4 separate regions of the Mus musculus genome follow, and all the other regions are linked to region 1. The links are chromatin contacts, called in public ChIA-PET, HiChIP or PLAC-seq and promoter capture Hi-C maps. All regions are on one chromosome and are shown on one strand. Each heading gives the region's core, a stretch centred on a gene start, on an enhancer-like site or on the middle of the called end of the contact. The rest is flanking DNA. Distances are from core to core; before and after follow the strand shown.

Region 1 (3,138 bases), core at 211-2,710:
TTCCACCCTCTTCCTGACCCCTAAAGTTCCTTCTAATTCGCCAGAGGCAGTTAAAGGACACTGAAGGTAAACACAGCTAGGTGGGATGGGCCCTGACCCAGGCCATTCCCTCACCTTCAGCACTTTAGCTTGGCAGTATAGGAAGATAAACTTCCAGCAGCCGCTGGCCTCTACCCCCCCCCCCCGCCCCAGCAGAGACTAAAGGTCTCCCCACCAAACTGATGACAGAAACAGGAGATGGGGGAGAAGCCAAACAAGTGGCCAAAAGTACAGTGACCTTAACAGGGATATAAGGCTCCCAGTTTCTTCCTTCCCCATCTCCCCCATCTCTCAGGCTTCCCACCCCTTAGAGTCCAGGGAGAGCCATGGGCTCAAAACTTCCAAACACTAGGAAGCAGCTGCTGACTTCTCCTGGCACAGCAGCACAGGCAAAGGCTCTCCACCTCACTTGAGCCTCAGTTTCTCCATTTTCAACACAAGCAGGTTACTACGGGGGACAAGGGACTAGGGAGAGTGGTGAGTGATGAGGAGAGGACTCTGGTTCAGGAAGGTGATCTCACCACCTCAGGAGGTGGATGTTTGTGGTTTGGCCCAGGTAAGGGAGGGGAGGGGGGGTGCGGGGTGTGGAGATGGGAAAAGCTAACACTGGTAACAACCTCAAGCAAAGGACTCCAAGCTGAGTACTTTGGGGAGCTGGAACCAGGATCTACCTGGAGGGCAAAAAGAACTCCTTTTGAGTAGGCTGACCTTAAAGACCCAAAGAGACCGACACCCCAAGACCCAAGGCCACCTGCCTCTCCCATTGGCCCTGGGCCAGTGTCAAATCTCTGACCCCTTGACTCAGCAGAGGGCACAACTTAGGAGAAGGAAAGTGTCTTTCCACCAGGAGGGCCAGCCAGCCAGCACTTCCTGCGTAAACTAGGGGATCCCTGCCCAGATGGGGGTCTCTGCCTCTCACAGTTGGATAGGTTGTGCCCCTGGAGCGGCGCAGGACCTATCTTGGGGTGCCCTGGGCTCTTCACTTCCCCCAAAACCATTGCCTAGGAGACAAGCCGTCCACATTACAGCCGACCCCACCAGAGGGACCCACCCTGCCACACCCATGGGCGCGCTCGACCCAGGTGCCAGGCCAGCTCACCTCGGCTTTTGCCCTTGGCCCGCTTGGCCTTGTCGTCCGCTTTCTTAGCCCGCGAGGCTGTGGACTCGGCGCCCTCGGCCCCGGCCGCCTTCTTCTTGCGCCGTTTGCCCCTCAGCCAGCTGAAGGCACGGCGGAGGCCGGAGCGGGACTTCTTCCTGCGCGGGGGGCCGCCGGGGCTCCCAGGCTCGTCGGCCGCAGGTGCGGCGGGGGGCGCGCGGGCCGCCATGGCGCGGGGCTGGGGAGGCGCGGTGCCCGCGGCGGGGGTCAGGCCCCCTGCAGCGCGGCGCCCATGCGCGGGGGCGGCCGCCGCCGGAGACGCGCCCGGAGAAAAAAGTTTGGGCGGCGGAGGCTGAGCGATCGCTGCGGGGGCGGGGGCAGCGCGGGCGGGGCCGCCGGGCGGGCGGGGCTCGAGCGGCGGGAGCGGCCGTCGGGGGCGGGGGGGGGGGGGACGGTAGCAGCGCAGCGGCAAGGCGCCCCTCCCCGCCGGCCTTGCCCCGAGGGCGAGGTCCGGCTGCAGAGTAGAGGTTCCTCGCCCCGCCCCTCCTTGATCCTCGAGGGTCTGTCTCTCGAAAAACCCCGAGGGTGTTCGGGATTCGTAGGGCAGCGAGGTACTGGCCTTTGGATCACCCGGTGTCTCCTATGGTTGGGGAAAGACTTTTTTTCCCAGACACCTGGGACCTGTGGCAGGTATTCCCCTGGCTCAGGACCACCGGAGGGGGGTGGGGGGGAAGCCTCCAGCAATTGCTCTGTTCTTGGTTGTTTCTGATTCATTCCTGAGTACCTAGAGTGGGATGTTCAGGCCTCAGTTTACCCTTAACGAGGCTGTGATTCCCCCAGGGCACTTATAGTAAGACTCGGGCTTTCCTACTGAGATGCTCAACTACGATAAATAAGGGTGGATCTTGAGGTAGGCGACTAAGTGTGTGCCTGGAGAAGCTGGTTAAGGGAAAGCCTTTAGAAGTCTGGAAAATGCTGTGTTCATTTCCTTGCCGGCCTCTCGTGCTGTATTATAGCTGACCAAGCCCTTTTATATCTCTGATTTTATAAGCTGCGAGGAAAGCAAGGTAGGGAATGTTTCCCCCTTAGGACAGAAGGGAGAGTGAGGCCAGGAGGGAATCAAAGCCAGCATTCTGATGCTCATCTCTGCCTCGAGGCTAGCAAACCTCCGCGGCCCCCAGAAGAGTCTTGTTCATACGTCCCGCAGTTAGAGTTGAGAGTTGTCTAGCATCATCAACTTGACTTTTGTCACACAGCTTTCTCCCGGGGCCCTAGTCTGCATTAGGACAGGAACAGGACCTGATCACCCAGCCTAATCTGCCCTGGCACGCAGTAGACCTCACTCTAAGGTTGTAAGCGGACCTCAGTGCAGAGTGATCTGACCTGCTCCAGTCCCTGAACGGCCCCAAGGCTCCCAGCAGTGGTGAACCTGGGCCCTAAGGCAGATCACCTACTACCCATGCTGAGCCTCAGGCAAAGGGATAAATAAAATAAGTCTGCATGCATTCAGAAGTGGGAAGACAAATACTCTGGCTTTTTGTTTGTTTGTTTACATGTATAAACAAGTCTTTTCTGAATGCCAGCTGCTCCCAGCAGGAGGAGAGGAAGTTGGATTGGAGATCTAAAGGCGGCTGTCCTTGCCCTGGCCTTTGGAAAGTGTGGTCAGGAGAGTGTTCTTTATTCCTAACCACCAGTACCCACTCTTTCAGTACTCTCTTTCCTGTGGCAGAGTTTGGCTGTATAATCTTTAAGGCCATCATACTATCCTCGTGTCATCGTATGGTGGACCTATGTAAGCTGCTACCACTACCAACATGCCTGGCTGCAAAAAGTGTTGCTCTCGGGCTTGAGAGATTGCTCCCCGTGGTTAGGAGCACAGGCTGCTGTCCTAGAGGACCCAAGTTCAATTCCTAGCACCCTCGTGGCAACTCACAAATCTGTAACTGTGGTTCCAGAGGCTCTGACACCCTTATACAGATACATGCAGACAAAACACCAATGTA
Region 2 (3,089 bases), core at 84-2,583, 330 kb after region 1:
GCTCTTTTGAGAAGAGCCACCATCCTGAGCTCCAAGAACAAGCAACCCTGTTGGATTCCTCTCCCAGTCAGCACAGGGCCAGCCTAGAGGACTGCAGTTCAAGGACAGATGAAACACCGGAAGAGCCAGTGTGTTTCCTGCCCCTGTAAGGAGGCAAGGTCTTGGAAGAGGCCAGCATATGCTGACAAGATGGAAAATCTGTGACATAAACATCTACGGTGAGGCAAGGGAAACCTGGACAGTCAGTGGAGGAAGAGACCGTCCTCCAGAGTTTAGAGTTTGACTGAACGAATGGGTGGTGGCTGGTGACAAGATTCTGGGCCTCTATCCTTTAGGGTCTGAAGGAAGAATCATGAAGGCCGACATGAACACACAAATACAGCTGAGTTAAGACAGGATGGGGACAAGGGCAAAGGCAAGAACATCCTGTCCTGACACTTGGCAGGACAGGAGCGGTGACTTTCCAGAGGGAAGTTCAGAAGTTCTTGCCCTGCTCCAGCTATACCCAGTTCAGGATAAAAATAGTCTTTCCTCTTCCCTTCTCCCATCTCGTTCACTACCAACTTCCCCGGGGAACACACATCCATTCTGGATAAACGCCCTACACATATCTATCTGCTTCCTTACTGACTCCTCTGTGTTTCAGGATGCTGGTTGCTAAGGCTGCCGTCGATTCTCATATGTCCACCTGGATCCCATGGGTTACTCTTTCATCTGTTTCTGCCACTTGGGTCTGCCTTAGGGACCTGGGGACTGATTCCTGGGGCCCTGCCCTCAGGACGGTCCATCTCATCACCCTGTGTGCCACAGGCATAGAAGGAGCCCAGGTCAAGCCTACACCCCCACGCAAGGTCCTGCTTTGCCGCGGACCATCGTGAGGAGGTATGGGTTAAGACAGGGTCACAGCCACCTTTGGACCTCAGAAACCTCATCCTCTGAGCTCAAGGAACTGGACAGGTGGCTGCTGGTGGCCTTCTTAACACTTGACATCATGTGCTGGCTCTCCCAGGAGTGTGCTCCTCCTAAGGTGGGAAATGATGGACAGCAGATGGCAGAGGCAAGAGCCACCAGCTCAGACAACCTCCAGGAAGGCATTTCTGAAAGGTTTCTGTACACCTAAGGAGCCTAGGCCTCCACAGACGCAGTGTTCTGCTGTCTGGTTCCCACCATTGCCCCCTTCTACACTGTTGTTCCCAGTACCCCTTACCTGCCCAGCCTGGGAGCCTTCTGGCCTATTCACATGATGCTCCTAGCCTGGCTTGGCTGCCTGGACCCGGTGTCAGCTCCCCTCGCCGTCGTAGTCACCACCTGTCTCCTCGCGCCCACGTTCCACCCTGACTTCCTGTCTCCTGAGGGCTCTGCAGCCAACCCAGCCCCAGCAACCCAACCACAAGCCTCCAGCACCTCAGGCTTCCTGCTGCCATAGACCTAGACCCCCTCAGCCTCTTGGGTCCCATACATCTCTAGGCCAGCTTCTACTCATACTGAGGGAGGCACTTAGGGAGGAAGGCTGTGTGTGATGGCATAGGTCCATATTCCCAGCGTTCTGGAGGTGAAGACAGGAATGGCTACATACAGAGTTCCAGACCAGCCTAGACCCCTCAAGTCCAATCATCATCATCATCGTCGTCGTCGTCATCAACCAATGAGAGGATTTTTTTTTAACGCAGGGACTCACCGTGTTGCCCTGACTGTTATGGAATTTGCTATGTTGCCTTGAACTCACAGAGATTCACTTGCCTCTTCCTCCCCTTGAAGGTCACTAAACATGGTGGGGAAGGCTGTTTGATGGAGCACTCCTCCTACCCTCCAAGATACTCCTGGGTAAGAGAAGAGAGCCTTTGCCCCCGTGAGCAGAACACAGCAGCTACAGTTTAGCTCACAGGGAAGGAAATGGCGCTGCACTCAACTCCAGCCGTGCTATGTAAGAACTGGGTGGCCTTTAATTTAGCCGGACAGCCAAAGGCATCTCTTGTTCAGAGTTGAACCTGGACAGCATCTATCTCTGTTAGATAGTTGGTGACAAGGTTATATGTACTATAGTAAAAACAGCAGCCACATTCACTGGCAGAGCCGTATCCATGTCATCCTGTGCCTAAGGATCGACTGTTGACAGTCTGTTTCAGGAGGAAGACAAGAAAACCTCATGTCTTAAGGCCCTAGTGACAGGCTGGGGCATGGTGGCATAAGGCTTTAATCCCAGCATTCCGGAGGCAGAGGCTGGCAGATCTCTGCAAGTTTCAGGCCAGACTAACTTATGCAGTAAGTTCCAGGACAGCCAGAGCTACATAAAGAGACCCTGTTTCGATAGATAGATAGATAGATAGATAGATAGATAGATAGATAGATAGATAGATAGATGATAGGTAGATGGATAGATAGGTAGATACACACATACATACATACATACACACATACACACATACATACATACACACATACATACATACACACATATATGCATACAGAGATACATAGATACATAGATGATAGAGATAGATACATAGATACATAGATAGATACATAGATACATAGGTAGATAGATACATACAAACATAGATACATACAGAGATACATAGATAGATACATAGATGATAGAGACAGATAGAAGATAGATAGATAGATAGATAGATAGATCGATAGATAGATAGATAGTAGATATAGATAGATAGTAGATAGATAATAGATAGATAGATAGATAGATAGATAGATAGATAGATAGATAGATAGATAGAATAACAGGCAGGGGACAGGACAGCACAGCAGAATGGTAATTCAAGTAGAGGCAAGGCCACACCCCTAATGGAGCGCATAGCCATAACCACGAGTTGCCTCCGGTAGAGGACCGAGCAAGCATACTGCACAGGTATCTGTGGCGGGCAGAGACATTCTGACATCAGCAGGAGTTTAAGAACTCCACAACAAGCTGCCAGCAGGCAAAAATGAGGATTGTGTCCCTCACAGGCAGAGGGCCAGGCCACCAGTGATGTGAGGAACCCCAAATGGCCCCTATCAGGGCCAAGAATGGGTCCTGACCTCACTGGAAAGAAAGTGTAAATGTGTCACCTCTTGAGCTACGCTGAGTGAGC
Region 3 (3,041 bases), core at 110-2,609, 350 kb after region 1:
GAGTTGCAGTGTGAAAAAAAACCTTTCGGGTCCTGTTCAATTGACTCCGGATGACAGTAAGGATGTATGGGCTCCACTGCTTTGTCACTAGCTCACTGTGTGATCTTAAATACAGAGCTCCCTTCCTTTAAATGGCTAGGAGAGCTGAAGAGAAGGCTCAGAGCTTAAAGAGCACTGGCTGCTCCTCCAGATGACTTGGGTTTGATTCCCAACACCCACATGATGGCTTACAACAATCTGTATCTGCAGTTCCAGGAGATTTGATATCCTCTTCTGGCCTTCACAGGCACCAGGCACTCACATGCTATGTAGACATACAATGCAGCAAAGCACCCATACACATAAAATAAACAAAATCATTACACACACATACATTAAAAAAAAAAAATGACTGGGAGGGGCTGTGTGTGGTAGCACACACTTGTATTCCCAAGACCAGGAGGCTGAGGCAGGAGGATGGAGAGGTGTGCTGGCCACCATGGACAGATACCCCACTCTTGTCAACAGCTTTCTTCAAAGGGCAGCTGTGAAGCTCCAATGAAACCATGTCTATGAAACTTAAAATAAGTGACTTACATGCATCGGGTACAGTGCAAAACGATTTACAGAAATGACCTCACTCTGCTGAGGGAGCTAATTAAAGTCTCCATGTTTTATTAAAAGGGAAAACTGTGGTTTATAGAAAAGGTAAATGTCATGTTCAAAGTCACACTGCTTAGTAGGAGCAGGAGTTAGGGCTCAGATCTCAAGCTCCGACTTAACTCTCCACTGTTAACTATCAGTTTATTGCCTCCAATGCAAATGCCTCAAAAGACAATCCCCAAAGGAAACAAAGTGGGATTGAACAGACCACTTGATTCTGTCCTGTCCTGTCCCTGGGCTCCCTTCCAGTCTCCTGATTCTCTTCTCCCTGGCTAGGTACCCTTCCCTTCCAGATTTCCCTGGCGGAATGCTGTCGCCAACCTACCGCGGTATGGGGTTGGTTTTCCCTACTTATCAGAAAAATTTCCCTCCCGCAGGCAGTAAACCTTGTCCACCCGCAGTCCGGGCGGCGCGAACTCGCCCCCTCCGGGCCCCCCGCCCCGGACCCCCGGCCGCCCGCCCTCACGCAGTCGCTCACAGGGTCTTTGGCCACGGTGAAGAGAAGGTCTCCTTCGCGGTTATACTTGATCTGCGTGATGGACCGCTCATGGCCCTGCAGCAGGATGGGTTTCTGTGGGGACAGAACCGGGGTGTCAGTGCCGGGAACCCCGTCCCATGCCTACTGAGGCCCCCCGACGGCAGCACGCCGCGCCTGGAACTCACCATCCTGGCGGTGACGCGAGGAGAGAGGCAATGTGAGTGGGACCGGAAAAAGACTAGGGACGACTTCCGGATGCGGGGGCTCCGCCCTCTCGCTCCCGGAAGTAGAAGGGCCTGGCGTTTTCATGGCGGCGTCCTGGGGTGGGTAGCCGGGCCCCCCACCTCCGCGGGCTCCGACTCTGGCTCGGGAGCTCTGTTCTCAGTCTCCTGGCATCCCCGAGCCTCAGGAATGCTGAGCCACGCACCCTGGTCTCACTTCGGCCGCCCTCTGGGCGGGTCCTCCCGACCGATCACAGCCCGGCGGGAAGAGGGAGGGAGGGAGATGGAGCCGGGCAGCAGGGTGCAGGAGGCCGGAGGAGGACCCGGGTGACTTTCTGACCCTTTGCTTTCAGGGCAGGTGCTTGCTCTGGTGCTGGTGGCCGCACTGTGGGGTGGCACGCAGCCGCTGCTGAAGCGAGCCTCCTCCGGCCTGGAGCAAGTGCGTGAGCGGACGTGGGCCTGGCAGCTGTTGCAGGAGATAAAGGCTCTCTTCGGGAATACTGAGGTGCGTCTAGCTCTCACGGACGAGCCCCTGAAAATTTCACCATAGGTCGGCCGTATTCCCAGCCCATCTCTTACTCACTAGAAGTTCCTGGAAGAGTCATTTATCCTCTGTGAGTCTGTTTCGTCAAAAAAATGGAAAATTTAATGATAACCCTTGTATAGGGCTGATATAAGAACTCAAGTAAGACACATAAAACACTTAGCATTGGGCCTAGTACAGGGTACATGTTCAATCAATGACTATTTTTGCTTATTGTTTGTTTTTGGAGACAGGGTTTCTCTGTGTATCCCTGGCTACCCTGAACTCACTAGCCTCGAATTCAGAGATCAGCCTGCATCTGACTCCTGAGTGCTGGGATTAAAGGCGCCACCACTGCCAGGCTCCAGGACTACTCTTAAGGTCATCATCACCAAGTTGAGCTTTCTTTCGGCTCAACTTGCCCTGGGGTAGAACATAAGGAAAGCTATCGAGAACTGCCCATGGCTGCCTATGTAAGCTAGCTAGATATGCCCTACTCTGAGGGTTAGGGGGAAGGAGAGAGGTACTATATTTATAGTACTGTGTGAATTCTGTACAGAGAGATGAAGCTGGAGGACATGGAGTGGGCTACTTAGAAGGGGTAACACTGTCACTCAAGGCCTTATACCAGCAGGGACGATGGGAACTGGCCATGACGAGGGAGAGGGCATTTAAGGCAATAGAGTACATTGAATGCGTTTCTCTGTTTGCTCTAAGGGGTCTTCAAACACATGAGCGGTCCCTGAGCATTTGTAACCATGCCAACCCCCGTGGGAAGGTGCAAGCCAGAACAGGGACTCTCGAACTGGGTAACAACTGGCAAGGGGTCTGACACCAGATATCCTGCATATCAGATACTTACGTGACAGTCCATAACTGTAGTAAAATTACAGTTGTGAAGTGGCAATGAAAATAATTTTATGGTTGGGGGGTCCCCACAACATGAGGAACTGGATTAAAGGGTCGCAGCATTAGGAAGGTTGAGAACTGGGAAAGCCGTTGCACACGCAGGCAGCCCCTGACAGGTCTCTCCTCTTTCTAGTACCTGATGCCCTTTCTCCTCAATCAGAGTGGATCCCTTCTCTACTACTTGACTTTGGCATCAACAGGTGGGTCTCTGGCTCGGGTCTTCTCTGGGGTGGACGCCATATTTTACGAAGGGAACCTGAAAGACCTT
Region 4 (3,227 bases), core at 444-2,943, 290 kb after region 1:
AAAAACCAAAACCAAACCAAACCAAACCAAACAAACAAAAAGAACCGAAACAAAAAATGAGGCTGCTAGACAGTGGTGCACCCCTTTAATACTCAGGAGGCAGAGGCAGGGGGATCTCTCTGAGTTCAGAGGCCAGCCTAGTTGGTCTACAAAGCAACTTCCAGGACAGCTAGGGCTGTTAGAGACAGACCCTGCCTTAAAAACAAAACAGAACAGAAACAAGAAGACACCAGGCTTGGTGGCTCCGTCACCCCACAGCACTGGGAAAGACTGAAACAGGAATGTGGCTAACAGTTGAAAGACAGCATAGTGAAAGAGCAATCAGGACCACTGAACCTTCTTAGTCCACTTCTTCAGAATTAAAACAGGCCAGGGTTGTGGCACATGCCTTTAATCCTAGCACTCGGGAGGGGGGTAGGATAAATCTCTTCCAGTAGGAAGCAAACCTGGTCTACAAAGTGAGTTCCAGGCTAGCCAGGGTTACACAGAGGCCATTTCCAAAAAAAAAAAAAAAGTATCAACATAGCTCTTCACCCTCTACAACTGGAGTTATAACACCCTTTTCTAATCCAGCTAAAATTACTATCTGAATTATTTTATACCGACAATTACCAAAAAATATCTGTCTTCTAAATTTCAGATCTAAACAGCCAACCGCCTACTGGCTGGCTGGCTAGATGTCCCCTGAACAACTCAACTGCTATTCCCAAAACACAAATGCTGGACCAAGTGGTGTAAGCCTGGAGTCAAGAGTAAGAAGAAGGGGCTTAATCCAAGACCAGCTGAGTTACACTGTGAGACCCTTTCTCAGATAAAGGTGCTGTCCCCTCCCCCTGCTGTTGGCTCCACTTGCCAGGGCCTGGCTTGTAACTCCAGTTCTTGGGTCCTAAGCACTGACACACAACCTGCTCCTCTCAGGTTGGGCTGAGGCTCCTGCTGTGTTCTCCTCCACCCCACATTCCCTTGTCCCAGCGCTAACACCGAAAGATACCTGTGACATTGTCTAGCTCCCCCTTCAGACGGGAACTCAACACAGGAAATGTGCCTCGATGAGCCCTCCAGCCCCAACAGAAACACAACCCAGGACAGAGTAAGATGCTCGCGCTGGCTCAATGAAAAGTCGTTTTAACAAGTTTCATGCACCTCTCTTCTTGCATCCCCGGGGAGCCCCATTTCCCAACTAGCAACTGCAGGCCCTACTCATAGACTTGGGGGATGGAGTGGGGGAGGGGATGAGTGGCCAGTCCTGCAGAACTCACCAAAAGAAAGAAAGAAAAAGAGAGAGAGTGAATGGGGACAGTGAAAAACCTTTGTATTCTCAGCAGGGGAAGATATCCAGGCAAACCGTCTCCATCATATTCCGATCCCCGCCGCCACTTAGGCTTCCCTCCAGGAATCCCACTCCAACTTCAGGTCGGATTCCCCGAGAATCTCCGCCACCGGGATTACCGCAGACTACCCCTTCCACGACCCCCACCTCATCTCCGGCCTCAGCCTCGACTTCCTCTCTCCAACCTCCTCCTTCAGCCTCGACTTTCCCTCAGCCTCCCCGGGGCTTCAGCCTCCTCCCAGCCTCCTCCCCCAGCCTTTCCCCAACGCCCGGCCCGCGCCGCCCACCCGCAGCTCACCGTCGTAGTAGTAACAGACTTTCCTCTTGGTGCCCTGAGTCTGCGCCATCTTGCTCGCCGCCCGGCCCTCCCGTCAGTCTGTCCGCCCGCCCGCCCGCGGCTCCTTACGGCGTCCGACCAGGGGGAGGGGCCGGCCTCGAAGCCCCGCCCACCCCCGGGATCACCTATAGCCGCACAGCCCGGGCCTCACTCTAACCAATCGGCATGCGCGGGGTCGGGCCCGGAACTCGGCGGGGGGCAAGGGCAGCTTAGAGAAGCCACCGCGGGCCCCCTGGGCCTGTACCAAAGTCCGGCGCGGAGGGGTGGGGGAGACCGGGGGCCGTACCATCGAGTCCCGGGAGAGGGAGTCGGCTCCGTAAACTCTGCAGCCCGCTTCACAGTTGGGAGCGTGTGCAAAGATCAGAGGCCAACTTTCTCGTTTTACCGAGAATACGCCGAGGCTTCCCGGGGAAAGATGCTTGCGCAAGGTCACGCAGCTAAAAGACTAGGTTTGGTCTGGATTAGAACTGGAGAGAGAAATGAATGGCAAGGAACAGAAAGAAAATATCCAGAGGCCTACTGTAGTGGGGCAAGACCTTTATGTGCTCATAAGTTCTGACGGACTTTTCTTTTTTAATGTCAAAGCTCGTTTTCAGTTGGGCGTGGTTGCTATGTCTTTGATCCCAGCACTCAGGAGGCAGAGTCAGGAAGATCTCTGTAATCTGAGGCCAACTTGCTCTCCGTAGTGAAAGCATGTCTCAAAAAATAACAAAACAATTTTACAGGTAAAGCTGAAGAGCTTATTCAGTGTTACAAATTAAATTCCGTCTCCAATTGTACATATTTTTTTTAAAAAAAGACAAAATCCAATATGCCCGAGCACTGTGACAAAGTAACAGAACTTGGTGTTTAGTTTTTAATTTACTGGAGGGAGTGTTGGAGGGAGTGTTCCTATGTAATGGCTCTGGGTGGGGGCGGGGCGATCCATCCAGAAAATTTGGGTCAGGCATGGTGGCAGCAACCATCTCACCTACCCAGAACTTAATTTTTCTAAACTGAAAGCCTAAGTTGTTGTTTGGGGGGGACGTGGGGGTGGGGGGGCGGGGTTGTTTCTTCGTTTGTTTTTGCTTTTTTGTTTGTTTGTTTGTTTTTCAAGATAGGGTTTCTCTGTATAGCCCTGGCTGTCCTGGAACTCACTTTGTAGACCAGGCTGGGCTCGAACTCAGACATCTGCCTGCCTCTGCCTCCGGAGTGCTGTGATTAAAGGCATGCCCCACCACACCTGCCTTTTTTTTTTTTAAAGATTTATTTATTTATTTATTTATTTATTAAGTACACTGTAGCTGCCTTCAGACACACACCAGACCAGAAGGGCGTCAGATCTCCTTATTTCAACTGAGTCTTCGACTCAGAAATCTGCCTGCCTCTATCCCCAGAGTGGGTGGCATATGTCTTTAATCCCAACACTTGAGAGGCAGAGGCAGGCTGATTTCTAAATTTGAGGCCAGCCTGGTCTACACAGTGAGTTCCAGGACAGACGTGGCTATACAGAGAAACCGTGTCTGGGGGGTGGGGGGGGAACCAACAACAACAACAAAAAAAAAGACCTTCACCACTCCC

Evidence for each region. ChIA-PET counts read pairs in DNA pulled down with a chosen protein or histone mark. HiChIP or PLAC-seq counts read pairs in DNA pulled down with a chosen protein or histone mark. Capture Hi-C pulls out chosen DNA fragments and counts their contacts.
Region 2: a contact with region 1 is called in an RNA polymerase II ChIA-PET map of memory CD8 T cells, with 11 read pairs. The contact joins the promoter of Lck here to the promoter of C77080 in region 1. A contact is called at or near these places in 2 of 115 datasets of contacts at active chromatin or transcription factors (memory CD8 T cells and pancreatic cancer cells).
Region 3: a contact with region 1 is called in a promoter capture Hi-C map of adipose tissue. The contact joins the promoter of Eif3i here to the promoter of C77080 in region 1. A contact is called at or near these places in 1 of 115 datasets of contacts at active chromatin or transcription factors (pancreatic cancer cells) and 1 of 9 other capture datasets (adipose tissue).
Region 4: a FOXA1 HiChIP or PLAC-seq map of pancreatic cancer cells shows a contact between it and region 1. The contact joins the promoter of Hdac1 here to the promoter of C77080 in region 1. A contact is called at or near these places in 1 of 484 Hi-C or Micro-C datasets (embryonic stem cells), 4 of 115 datasets of contacts at active chromatin or transcription factors (embryonic stem cells, memory CD8 T cells and pancreatic cancer cells) and 1 of 9 other capture datasets (pancreatic islet).

What each region holds. Positions count from the first base shown.
Region 1 is chr4:129,246,983-129,250,120 of GRCm38.p6, forward strand. C77080 (expressed sequence C77080) reads right to left here and starts at 1,461. Exons shown (of 7, transcript NM_001033189.3): 1 at 1,139-1,461. The coding sequence starts at 1,364. All of the region lies in intron 1 of Gm12976 (a long non-coding RNA gene), which reads left to right.
Region 2 is chr4:129,572,308-129,575,396 of GRCm38.p6, forward strand. It overlaps Lck (lymphocyte protein tyrosine kinase), which reads right to left and starts at 1,334. Exons shown (of 13, transcript NM_001162433.1): 1 at 1,208-1,334.
Region 3 is chr4:129,599,289-129,602,329 of GRCm38.p6, forward strand. Eif3i (eukaryotic translation initiation factor 3, subunit I) reads right to left here and starts at 1,360. Exons shown (of 11, transcript NM_018799.2): 1 at 1,306-1,360; 2 at 1,121-1,213. The coding sequence starts at 1,308. It overlaps Tmem234 (transmembrane protein 234), which reads left to right and starts at 1,392. Exons shown (of 5, transcript NM_029748.3): 1 at 1,392-1,443; 2 at 1,695-1,846; 3 at 2,907-2,973. The coding sequence starts at 1,428.
Region 4 is chr4:129,540,953-129,544,179 of GRCm38.p6, forward strand. It overlaps Hdac1 (histone deacetylase 1), which reads right to left and starts at 1,694. Exons shown (of 14, transcript NM_008228.2): 1 at 1,629-1,694. The coding sequence starts at 1,677.